2 separate regions of the Drosophila melanogaster genome follow, and region 2 is linked to region 1. A link is a contact called in public Hi-C data. All regions are on one chromosome and are shown on one strand. The core of a region is the stretch at or near the end of the contact, and the rest is flanking DNA. Distances in the headings are between cores, read along the strand shown.

The links. Hi-C and Micro-C count contacts between places; a contact is called where the count stands out from the background.
Region 2: a contact with region 1 is called in a Hi-C map of the Kc167 cell line, with 3 times the contacts expected there. The contact joins the promoter of lawc here to the promoter of lncRNA:CR45668 in region 1. A contact is called at or near these places in 4 of 107 Hi-C or Micro-C datasets (the Kc167 cell line, embryo and eye imaginal disc).

Annotation. Positions count from the first base shown.
Region 1 is chrX:5,896,687-5,902,535 of dm6, forward strand. lncRNA:CR45668 (long non-coding RNA:CR45668) reads right to left here and starts at 3,303. Exons shown (of 3, transcript NR_123807.1): 1 at 2,369-3,303. Act5C (Actin 5C) reads left to right here and starts at 4,175. Exons shown (of 2, transcript NM_001297986.1): 1 at 4,175-4,327.
Region 2 is chrX:8,407,177-8,413,327 of dm6, forward strand. It overlaps lawc (leg arista wing complex), which reads right to left and starts at 4,482. Exons shown (of 4, transcript NM_001258650.2): 1 at 2,487-4,482; 2 at 1,343-1,602; 3 at 1,212-1,270; 4 at 832-1,148. The coding sequence starts at 2,798. The coding sequence ends at 2,577. Trf2 (TATA box binding protein-related factor 2) reads left to right here and starts at 2,096. Exons shown (of 10, transcript NM_206654.2): 1 at 2,096-2,188; 2 at 3,101-3,513. It overlaps PIG-T (Phosphatidylinositol glycan anchor biosynthesis class T), which reads right to left and starts at 87. Exons shown (of 2, transcript NM_132247.4): 1 at 1-87.

The DNA of each region.
Region 1 (5,849 bases), core at 2,053-4,552:
CAGTAATTTATTTTGAAGAGTGATATAAATGAAAATGAATACTGTTATAGTACATTGGATATTTCTATACTAATAACAATAATAATATTATAAGCAATAGTTTGGTTATGGCCACAGCAGTCTAGCCACCCACTGAAATTGAGTGAAATCTGGCGAAAAGCACGCAAAAATGGCAAAAACGAAATATTCATATCTTTCGCTTTACCGCTGCGTCTGCTGCTACTTGCGCATTTTTCGACTTTTGCAGACAGGTGGGCGTAGTTACGCCCCCACGACAGGCGCAACAATGTCGGCAATGCAGTGCGATGGGCAATTAACGGAGCAATTAGCGCCATGGAATTTGGCGATTTAGCATTATTACATTAACATAAATTCGTGTTGGCATTTATGTATACGACTGATCCCGCGAAAGCAAGCACGATTAACTCCGAGTGCTGCTATATATACATACATACCTGGATTTTCATTTGGAGCGAAAGATGTTTTAATGGCCACAGTGGAGGCCAGAATACTAGCAACTTTACATATACTAGCTACACTCCGTTTCAATAGGTTCATTTGAATCCTTGATGGAGTTTTGATAATAAACACTAATAATTAGATATGAACTGGATTTTTGGTGCTAAAAATTTGAGTGGTGCTGTTCTTCAATTCTTGGCTGAGATTTCGAGATTTCTTCAAACGTTTTTTCGCCTTTTTAGCCAAACTAACCGTCCATGGCCTTGGTTTTCGGGTGCTTAACTCCCCCGACTGCAAACGCACGATCAAAACTTACGTACATCCCCTCTACCTACCTCCCTCCCTTCCTTCCACCACCGCACTTTTCCAACGTGTTTGTGCACGCAAACTAATTAAGACAAGCAATTAATGGCTGTATTTAATTTTTCCAATTGCGTTGCGATGCCGAAATGGCCAAAAACGCTGGAGTGAAAATGTATTTGCAACTTGAAGATAGCCAAAAGCGGTTAACTGCAATGCCAGCTGTTGAAATGTGAAACAAACATACATACATATGTATGTACATAGTTATAAAAATAACGCGAAAAGGGGTGGGGTGGCAACCCTGGCGGTGCGTGCACGAAAAATAATGGAAATGGAAGAAAACCAAATGAAATGCGAAAAATTTACGAAAATTTTCACATTCAATGACCTTGACAATGGCTTTGGCCCAAGTCGCTCAACTTGTTTATTTCATTTACTTCGCTTGACGTGTGTGAGCGTAGAAAACGTGACGAGTTACGTACTTTTGGAGAAAGGTCGTTGATCATGGCTAAATGTTGTTGCTTTTCGCTTAATAGCGGTCTCAAAGTCAACATCAACGCGCTGTTTTTGGCCATTTCAGTATTTCTAGTTTCGATACCCCTCACCGCCGTCCCTCCGTCGGATTCCAGCGCTTTTTCGAACTGTTTCCCTTCAAAAACAGCTTTTTTTTCTTGAATTCAGTGGCGCAAGGTTAAAAGTGCCGAAAACCGAAGCCATTGGCCCGGGGAAATTTCTGCGAGTTTTTTCATCGCCTTGCCAAAAAAAAAAAAAAACAAAAAACAAACGATCGAGCAACGAACTTGAGAGAAGCAAATAGAGCCAAAAAAAAGGTTATGATTTTGTTCCAAAGAATGTTCCATAGAATTCTATATTCTAAAAACACAAATGATACTTCTAAAAAAAAATCATATTCATAAATGACTCTTTCCATGAATGGCATCAACTCTGAATCAAATCTTTGCAGATGCACCTACTTCTCATTTCCACTGTCACATCATTTTTCCAGATCTCGCTGCCTGTTATGTGGCCCACAAACCAAGACACGTTTTATGGCCATTAAAGCTGGCTGATCGTCGCCAAACACCAAATACATAATGAATATGTACACATTCGAGAAAGAAGCGATCAAAGAAGCGTCTTCGGGCGGAGTAGGAGAATGCGGAGGAGAAGGAGAACGAGCTGATCTAGTATCTCTCCACAATCCAATGCCAACTGACCAACTGGCCATATTCGGAGCAATTTGAAGCCAATTTCCATCGCCTGGCGATCGCTCCATTCTTGGCTATATGTTTTTCACCGTTACCCGGGGCCATTTTCAAAGACTCGTCGGCAAGATAAGATTGTGTCACTCGCTGTCTCTCTTCATTTGTCGAAGAATGCTGAGGAATTTCGCGATGACGTCGGCGAGTATTTTGAAGAATGAGAATAATTTGTATTTATACGAAAATCAGTTAGTGGAATTTTCTACAAAAACATGTTATCTATAGATAATTTTGTTGCAAAATATGTTGACTATGACAAAGAACTGGAATTAAGTGGCATATTTTGCATTGCTTTCCGATAATAGTTGTATTTTTATAAAGTAAAGCGTTTGTAAAATAAATACCTTTAATGTATTCTCATTTTCTTATGTATTTATAATGGCAATGATGATACTGATGATATTTTAAGATGATGCCAGACCAAAAGGCTTGAATTTCTGCGTCTTTTGCCGAACGCAGTGCATGTGCAATTGTTGTTTTTTGGAATATTCAATTTTCGGACTGTCCGCTTTGATTTCAGTTTCTTGGCTTATTCAAAAAGCAAAGTAAAGCCAAAAAAGCGAGATGGCAATACCAAATGCGGCAAAACGGTAGTGGAAGGAAAGGGGTGCGGGGCAGCGGAAGGAAGGGTGGGGCGGGGCGTGGCGGGGTCTGTGGCTGGGCGCGACGTCACCGACGTTGGAGCCACTCCTTTGACCATGTGTGCGTGTGTGTATTATTCGTGTCTCGCCACTCGCCGGTTGTTTTTTTCTTTTTATGCTGCGCTCTCTCTAGCGCCATCTCGCTTACGCATGCTCAACGCACCGCATGTTGCCGTTTCCTTTTATGCGTCATTTTGGCTCGAAATAGGCAATTATTTAAACAAAGATTAGTCAACGAAAACGCTAAAATAAATAAGTCTACAATATGGTTACTTATTGCCATGTGTGTGCAGCCAACGATAGCAACAAAAGCAACAACACAGGTGGCTTTCCCTCTTTCACTTTTTGTTTGCAAGCCGCGTGCGAGCAAGACGGCACGACCGGCAAACGCAATTACGCTGACAAAGAGCAGACGAAGTTTTGGCGAAAAACATCAAGGCGCCTGATACGAATGCATTTGCAATAACAATTGCGATATTTAATATTGTTTATGAAGCTGTTTGACTTCAAAACACACAAAAAAAAAAATAAAACAAATTATTTGAAAGAGAATTAGGAATCGGACGCTTATCGTTAGGGTAACAACAAGAAATGCTTACTGAGTCACAGCCTCTGGAAAACTGCCGCAAGCCAGAGAGAGAGAGAAAAAGAGGGAGAGCAGCTTAGACCGCATGTGCTTGTGTGTGAGGCGTCTCTCTCTTCGTCTCTGTTGCGCAAACGCATAGACTGCACTGAAAAAATCGATTACCTATTTTTTATGAATGAATATTTGCACTATTACTATTCAAAACTATTAAGATAGCAATCACATTCAATAGCCAAATACTATACCACCTGAGCGATGCAACGAAATGATCAATTTGAGCAAAAATGCTGCATATTTAGGACGGCATCATTATAGAAATGCTTCTTGCTGTGTACTTTTCTCTCGTCTGGCAGCTGTTTCGCCGTTATTGTTAAAACCGGCTTAAGTTAGGTGTGTTTTCTACGACTAGTGAATGCCCTACTAGAAGATGTGTGTTGCACAAAATGTCCCTGGAATAACCAATTTGAAGTGCAGATAGCAGTAAACGTAAGCTAATATGAATATTATTTAACTGTAATGTTTTAATATCGCTGGACATTACTAATAAACCCACTATAAACACATGTACATATGTATGTTTTGGCATACAATGAGTAGTTGGGGAAAAAATGTGTAAAAGCACCGTGACCATCACAGCATAAAGATAACCAGCTGAAGTATCGAATATGAGTAACCCCCAAATTGAATCACATGCCGCAACTGATAGGACCCATGGAAGTACACTCTTCATGGCGATATACAAGACACACACAAGCACGAACACCCAGTTGCGGAGGAAATTCTCCGTAAATGAAAACCCAATCGGCGAACAATTCATACCCATATATGGTAAAAGTTTTGAACGCGACTTGAGAGCGGAGAGCATTGCGGCTGATAAGGTTTTAGCGCTAAGCGGGCTTTATAAAACGGGCTGCGGGACCAGTTTTCATATCACTACCGTTTGAGTTCTTGTGCTGTGTGGATACTCCTCCCGACACAAAGCCGCTCCATCAGCCAGCAGTCGTCTAATCCAGAGACACCAAACCGAAAGACTTAATTTATATTTATTTAATTAATTTTAATAAAACACACCAAATGTAAGTAGCTTTCCCCTTCCCAACAACAAAACACCATCGAACCACTCCCACCAAGAAAAAGCAATAATCGAGAAAAGCCGCGGAAAATGTGTGATTTTTTTTGTAAACAAAACATTTTTTTATGTGCCAGTGCTGAAAGTGATCAAAAAATACTAGCCACGAGCTAAAGAGTTATTGTATTGACCAAAACTCCAAAAATACCCAAGTTTGGCCCTAAATTGTCAATCAAAATACCAATAGGTCGAAAGACATCAAAATTAACAAAACCAGGGTTTCAAATACCATAACTCAAGAATCAGGATTACAACTGCAGATTTCAGGATATATACATACAAATTATACGAAATTATAAAAACCAAAGCAATTCAATAGCCCCAACTCAAATGTTAGGATCTAATATAGTGTTTAAAGCCAAGCTCGCTGATGTGGGCGTGTCACGATTTCACCCAAAGATATGCCAAATTACGAATTGCAAATCAATTCGCCAACACTTTCTTTTTTTCCCACGCCCTAAAACACCAGATCATCCATAAATGTACATACATACAGTATATGCATATTATAATCTGTAAAACTAGATCAGGTTCTTGAAAATAGTGACGTAGGCAGCCGTTTTGGCTGAAGCAGAAATTTTTGCCGGTTTTTCAAAGTTGTAGTTGCAAAAATGGAGAAAACCTTCGAGCATTCGTTCATATACACACACTCACGCGCAAAATAACGAGAGAGAGTGTATGTGTGTGTGAGAGAGCGAAAGCCAGACGACGGTTTGCTTTTCGCCTCGAAACATGACCATATATGGTCACAAAACTTGGCCGCCGCAATTCAACACACCAGCGCTCTCCTTCGCACCCATAGCGACCATGGCGCGGAGCGAGCGAGATGGCGAGAGCGAGCGACGCCTATGGCGACGTCGACGCAGGCAGCGATTGAAAAACGCAGTTAACTGGCATTCAACATTCACCAGCCACTTTCAGTCGGTTTATTCCAGTCATTCCTTTCAAACCGTGCGGTCGCTTAGCTCAGCCTCGCCACTTGCGTTTACAGTAGTTTTCACGCCTTGAATTTGTTAAATCGAACAAAAAGGTAAAGTTTAACTAGCTTTGAAAAGTTTCGTGGCTCTTAATTGTTAAATTTTCTAGAGTGCGTTTAGTGTTTTTTTTTTTTTTTATTTTGTAATGTTAATTTCGGGTTCCAATTCGAGTTTTAGGCAGCCGCCATTTTAAGGGCGCATACACACAGGCAACTGTGCTCTCTTTGCGGCTTTCTTTTGCACCGGCATTCGTTAAGTGTCGTCTAGAAGCTTCTCCCCTCCCTTTTCGGCATATTCGTATTGTGGTTTTAATTTTTCGGGGCGGGGCCTTCTATTTTGTAACTGTTCTTTTAATTTCTTATTACAATTCGATCGCAAGTGAAAATCAGTTTTCAATCGGAAAAGTATTTTTTTATGAAATTTTTTTTGTCCAAGATTAAAATTTTGTACTAAAAAAACGTACATTGCATTGAGTGATTTTTAATTGTACAC
Region 2 (6,151 bases), core at 3,232-5,731, 2.5 Mb after region 1:
TAAGGTTGCAAAGATTTATAAGTTTATTTTAATTTGGTGTAGTAAATCTTTGATGTTTTCGTTTTTAGAGAGATGGTAGATGTCTTGGTATTTTTCCAGGGCTGGAAAGTGCTGCCTAGCAGTGTTGTATAACTTGTGGGATACGTTATCGATAACGTTACATTGGTCACACATGTTATTGTTTGTAACGTGCATTTGATTCAAAATATAATTGTCAAATGCGTTATCGCTGAGAAGTCTGTTAAAAAGAATTTGTACCAAAGCAAAAAATCCACCACATCCACGAGTTGGGCTTACAACTAAAGCACCATAAATGAGAAAGCGCGCCAAAATCGAGCATCATCAAAAGTGAGTAATAAAGGAAAAAGCGAAATAAAGTAGCTGCAATCTTACGGAATCGTGAGCCCGCCAAAAATTTGGCGTACACCCAAAGAGAAAACGCGAATAAGGTATAACAAATAATGCTCGGACAGCGAAAGAAGGAATAGGGAATCGAGAGAAAGATAAAACAATTTATTGGAATTCTTAGTGAAAAGTTAGAAATAAAGGAAAAAGTGGACAAAAAAAAACTGCACTTTCGATGTATTTTAATACTCAAATTTTATTAACATAGAAATTAACGATTAGACAGACCGTTTTCTGGCTGACCGTTTTATATACCGTATATACTGTGAAAAATACTACATAATACTCATGGGTGTGGAACACCGCTTAATCATTGGTTTATGTCCAGGATAAAAATTTTAAACGTCGTTTATACCTTTTTAAAACAATCTATAGTTAATCAAAAAGAATAAATATAAATAAATAAAGAGTGAAAACAAAGCAAGTGCATAAACACAGCGATCATTTATTATTATGTATATTTAACACACATATTTAATATGCACGCGAATAAAATGAAAAAGTCAACGGCAGTCTTTCAAATGAAAAAACTAAAAGTAACAAGGAAAGTTTTTTTTTTCTATAAATATAGAACTAAAACTATGATGAAAAAACTCATCATTTGATAATACTAATAAGTATGCTACTTCAGTTCTGGCTTCTTTCCGAGTAAATACATGATTTTCCAACTTCTTAGAAGTCATCTGCACGTTTTTGACCACAAAAACATCTTCTCCTTGAAATTATTTGTTGCACCTGGGTTCCTATAAGCAAAAGTAGTTTTTTTTTAGTGCATCTAAAAAGGCAGCTTATTGTAAGCAGCTTACATGAAGTCCACGGGGCTTTCAGCTCTTTAAATTTCTTTCTTTTGCGTTTCCGGGTGTATCTAAACAAGAATTTCGAAATGGTTTTGATTAAAGTGCTCATCTTCTTGAAAGCGCAGCACTTGTCTACTTACTGTGCCATTGCTTTGGGGAAGTTTTGCTTCCGATTCTTAGTCCTGTCGTTGAGCTTGCATCTGCTTTCGGTCTTTTCAATCTGTGGCTATGATTATGATGCAGTTGCTCCTCGCAGGAGAAGACGCGACTCTCGTCCTGCGATATCCACAGTCGCGCTTTGCACGTGCAGGTGGAATCACCATGCGATAGCCGGCTTGAAATTTAAACTAATGTCGCTGCAGCTAAGGACTTTGTTCGCATATCCAGAGCGGTGGAGAATCTGCAATTCAAATTGTTGTATATGTATATATTGTATGTATATATGTTTTAGCCACTCTGTAAAAGTCCCATGTAACATTCATGTACCTAAACTAAATGCATAAACAATTTTAAATAAACGTGCCAATTTAATGGAAAAAAACATCGATCACAGCTGATTTGCACTAGAAGGTTCGAGTCTCTGATAGCCAGCAAGTTGGTATTTTTGCAGCATATTTTTTCTGCTGTCTGCGCACCATAAAATTGTTTATATTACTTTTCAAAAACATTGGCAAGCGTATATTTGCACAAAATGTAACCCTTATCTTATAATCAAACGGGTAAATATATTTAAACGGGAAAGTGCAGCAAATGCAACGCGCGAGTCCGTTTCCACCACATGGTATTCGGTTTGGATTTTTTTTTAGTATTTTTTCGCGGCATTCTACCGCACGCGTTAGTGCATACGCACACGGCTCGCGGGGCATATTATAGCGACGCACCACGGTCACGCTGCTCAAAGTGAAACGGCCAAACGAAGAAGACGTATCGTGTGTGCTCAGACTTGTGCTCTCAAAATTTTTGGTCAACTACATTATTCAGCTCTGGTAGCGAAACAACAACAACAACTACTACTACTACTCACACTTAACAACAATACGAACGAAATAACAATGCCGTCGACGCAGCGCCGAAACGCAGATATATTTTTTTTTGTTAATTCTTTTGGAGCAAGCAAGTTCTTCTTCAGCGAGCAAAAAATAAATGAAATGCAGCCGCCGCACAACATGATATGCAGATTAATTTAAACAAAACAGCGATCGAACTACCGCGGGTGGGGGTTCTTTTTATCACTATATTTGACAACAATTTGTATACTGTTTTTATTTGTTGCCGTTGTTTTACCTTTTGGTCAGTCATATATGCAGATATATGTATATATATATATATGTATATCTTCATAAATGCACATGAGAATTCGCGGAACGGAACACACTATAGAAACGTTAAGCAGCGGCAGTAGCAGCAACAAGAACAACAGCAGCAACAACAACTACTACAACGAACAGAGACGACGTCGAAGGAAAGATTTTTACTCGCGTCGCGGTATACTTCAACTGTTTTTGAACTTTTATTGCGTGTTTGCTGCTGCGACAAAACTTGCGCGGCGCCACAAAGCGGAGAAAACGTTGACCGCGTGTGTGTGGCGGAGAGCATGCGCTCTCTCGCCCGTATACGTATACGCGCTGTTGTGCGGTGGTGTGCGTGTCTGCGCCAGTCGGTACGCGATTTCAGTTGCGCCGCCCGTTTCGCTCGCGTTTATCGCGACTCACACACTGAAGTGAAGGCGGGCGACAAGCGCTGCCATTGCCAATGCCACAGTGTTGTCCGTTGTTCGCCGCGTTCGCTCTCGCCGCAACTCGAGTCGATATGCCCGAATTCGCCGCCGCGCCTGGCTGTGTGTGACTTGCTTGCTCCAAATTTAGACGAACCCTCATTGTTTTCCTCCCCTGTCTCAGTTTAGAGTTTTAACTAAAAAAGATCACAAGCCAAAAAAAAAAAAAACAAAGAGAAACCTAAAGAAATATCAACCAAAAGTGTGCAAAATCCAAAAGATTCTACAATCCGAATCGAAAACAAAAACATAAGAACCACAAAAGCAGCAGCAGAAAGAGACACAGAGAGCAGCGAAAACTTAACTGCGAATTCAGCGGCTGAAGCAAAGCAGCGGAGCCCAAGTGCAAGCGAGACGGCAGCAGAGCTCCGCTGCAAGGCAACGGGATAGAAAGAGAGATAAATAGAGAGACAGCGCAGCAGCGATATAGAGTGAGAGCAGGCGGGAGAGCGAGTAGCGGCAGCGACAGCAACACAGCCACAAAAGAGATCGTGAGAGGGAGGGAGAGCTAGACGACGACCTACTACACAAAAAAAGGTGATAATTTTTTCATTTCATTCTTTTTACCTTTTGATTTTTCTTTCTTTACCCCCTTCGAATTTCGTTTTAGTTGTATTTTGTGGTATCTATAGTTAACACATCTTGTACGCCTAGTCTAGTTTTAAGTGAAAATCGTACGAATCGTACGTACCAAGAAATGCCAAAGCAAATAATGTAACTTGCTCTCTCTCTCCCTCGCACACTTCCTCTAGCTCTCGCTCTCATTTCATAACTCGTTTTCCATAAATTTCATATATATTTTATTCAGTTGTATATTTCTTTGTTCACCCCACTAAGAATCAAACGCCTTTCCTAATTCTCGTCCAAAAAGTCCAATCAATTCAAAATCATTACGAATTTCGATTTGCAGCTTTGTAGCTCACTTTCATTGAAACCACAAAGAAATAAATGAGAGAGAGAGAGTGTGAACATTTAACAGTAACGAGGGCTGTTATTAACATTTCAGCGGTGCGTAAAAGAAACCAATAAACATTAACAAAAAAAAAAAAAGAGAGTTGCTAAAAACCAAACAAAAATGTCTGCATTTTTCAATCCTTTCGAGTGTGTTTTGTGGGCGGGCTGACGTCTGACATCACGCGGGGCTGCTTCTTTTGCTCCTAGTTACTTTTCTTGGCCCAGAGCTGTGTGGAACAAGTCATAGTAAGAAAGTATCGTTGGTTTACAATGGGCACATTGGAACACTCTTCTATGGAAAGTGCACCACTTGCCCACTGTGTTTTTTCTCTCTTTTTCGCTGCCCCAGCGGCAAATCTTTATCCTTTCGCATCGAATTCGCCATCTAACAGTGTGCGTTAACATGAAAGCGCTAACAGCGGCAGGGCAGCCAGAGCCACAAGGCGAAAGGGTGAGGGGGAGAGTTAGTCAGTGGATGAGTGTTCGCCAGCAAATCGTAATATACTTTTGTAACAGACCACTGCTTCGGGCCGCGCTGGCGGCAGACTGAACCGCGTTGTCACACATTCAAAATTTCAACAAACTTCGCTACGCTGCCGACGTCGACGTCCCCACGCCAAGTTAACCAAGCGAGTGTGAGCGAGTATTGGGCTCTTGAATTCGCCTCACGCTCACTTGTCGCTTTGTCGCCGGCCGCTCTCCGTCTCGCTCTCGTTTTCGGGGAATAATTTCAATGATTTTTCTTTCCTTTGAAAAGAAGTTTCTAGCAGTTGTAGTTGTAGTCGCCCATGGGCTTAGATTGTATTTTTTATGTTGCTCTTCGTTCGTAAATTTCATTTAGTTTGGATATTTTATCATTTTACGAGGGGTTTTAGGCAGTTTTTACTCGATATTTGTACATTTTTGCACTTGTAGTTTCCGCAAGTTATGGTTTTGTTGCGGCATAGCTTAAGTTTTCCCCCACAAATGTTAAATTGAGTGGGTTTTTAAGCATTTTATCATATTTTTTGTAGGGTTTCTTTCAGGTATACGCTGTTAACTATAGGAGAAATATTGTTTTCAAAGTAACAAGTACTTATGTATGTGATTTTTGCCACTTTCGTACATTTTAGACAAATCAATGAATATTTCTCATTTTCAACATATTCTATTATACAATGACTAGCTGAAATACAGAGGTGGTCAAAAGTATTTACAGTATTGAAGTATTTTTGACCACCTCTGTATTTAGCCTTCATTGGTGGTCGTTCATATAATGTTGTTTCCCCACTATCTTATCTCTTTTGATTGGATTTCACATGTTTAAGGGGTCAAAATGAGTGTATTTTTCAATGCTCAATTCGCTTCCGTTTTCAGCATGCTTACTCACGCACACACTTGTGCGCTTTAAACGCTTACGGTTCTGTGTGTGCGTGTATGTAAATGTCTAATACTTGTGTCAATTTTCCCTAGTGATGTAATAGATTTTTTAGGTGCGGCTTTTTTTCCGCCTTCATTCGCTCTGCCATGTTCCACACTTTTTCATGCTCTTTAATATTATTTTTTTTAGTTTGCCAACGAGGTCAGACTGGCACAAATACACATGCAAATGCACGTGCATATGAGTGCGCGCACACAGAGACATCCCTAAATAAATCGCAGTTTGCAGTTCTCCCTTCCACCCTTGCTCTTCTGTCTCTCGTTTGTCTACCTTTCATATGCCCTACCTGTAAGCGATCGCTGTTGTTGTTACTGTTAAATGAATCTGTTACACTCCTCTTCTTTCTTAAAACCTTACTTCCGGCTTGATCATCTCATGCTCTCCCTCCTCTCGCTCTTTCTCACTGTTTCTGCATAAATAAGTTGCCCGCATTTTGTTGTTATCGCTAAATTCTAGTGTATGTGTGTGTGCTGGTTGGGTGTATCTGTATCAGCTTGTAGTATTTCTAAGCCTTGTTTTGGTTTCACGCCCTTTTTATTTAATTATCTGTAGAATGTGCGGCGACCCAGAGATTCCGATTCCGTTATCCCTCATTAAGAAAAGTAAACACCTGCCATAATATGTAAACATTACGCATTTACATATGTATGTACATACATGTACATACACACTATAAACCAAAGAGATTGCCGTTATTGTATTACGAATTTTAAGAATCAAGCTCATCCTAGTAATTGTTAATGTTTGTTTCATTATTTACTGGTCTGGCTACTCTTTTGGTTTGTAATATTAAAAGTAAGT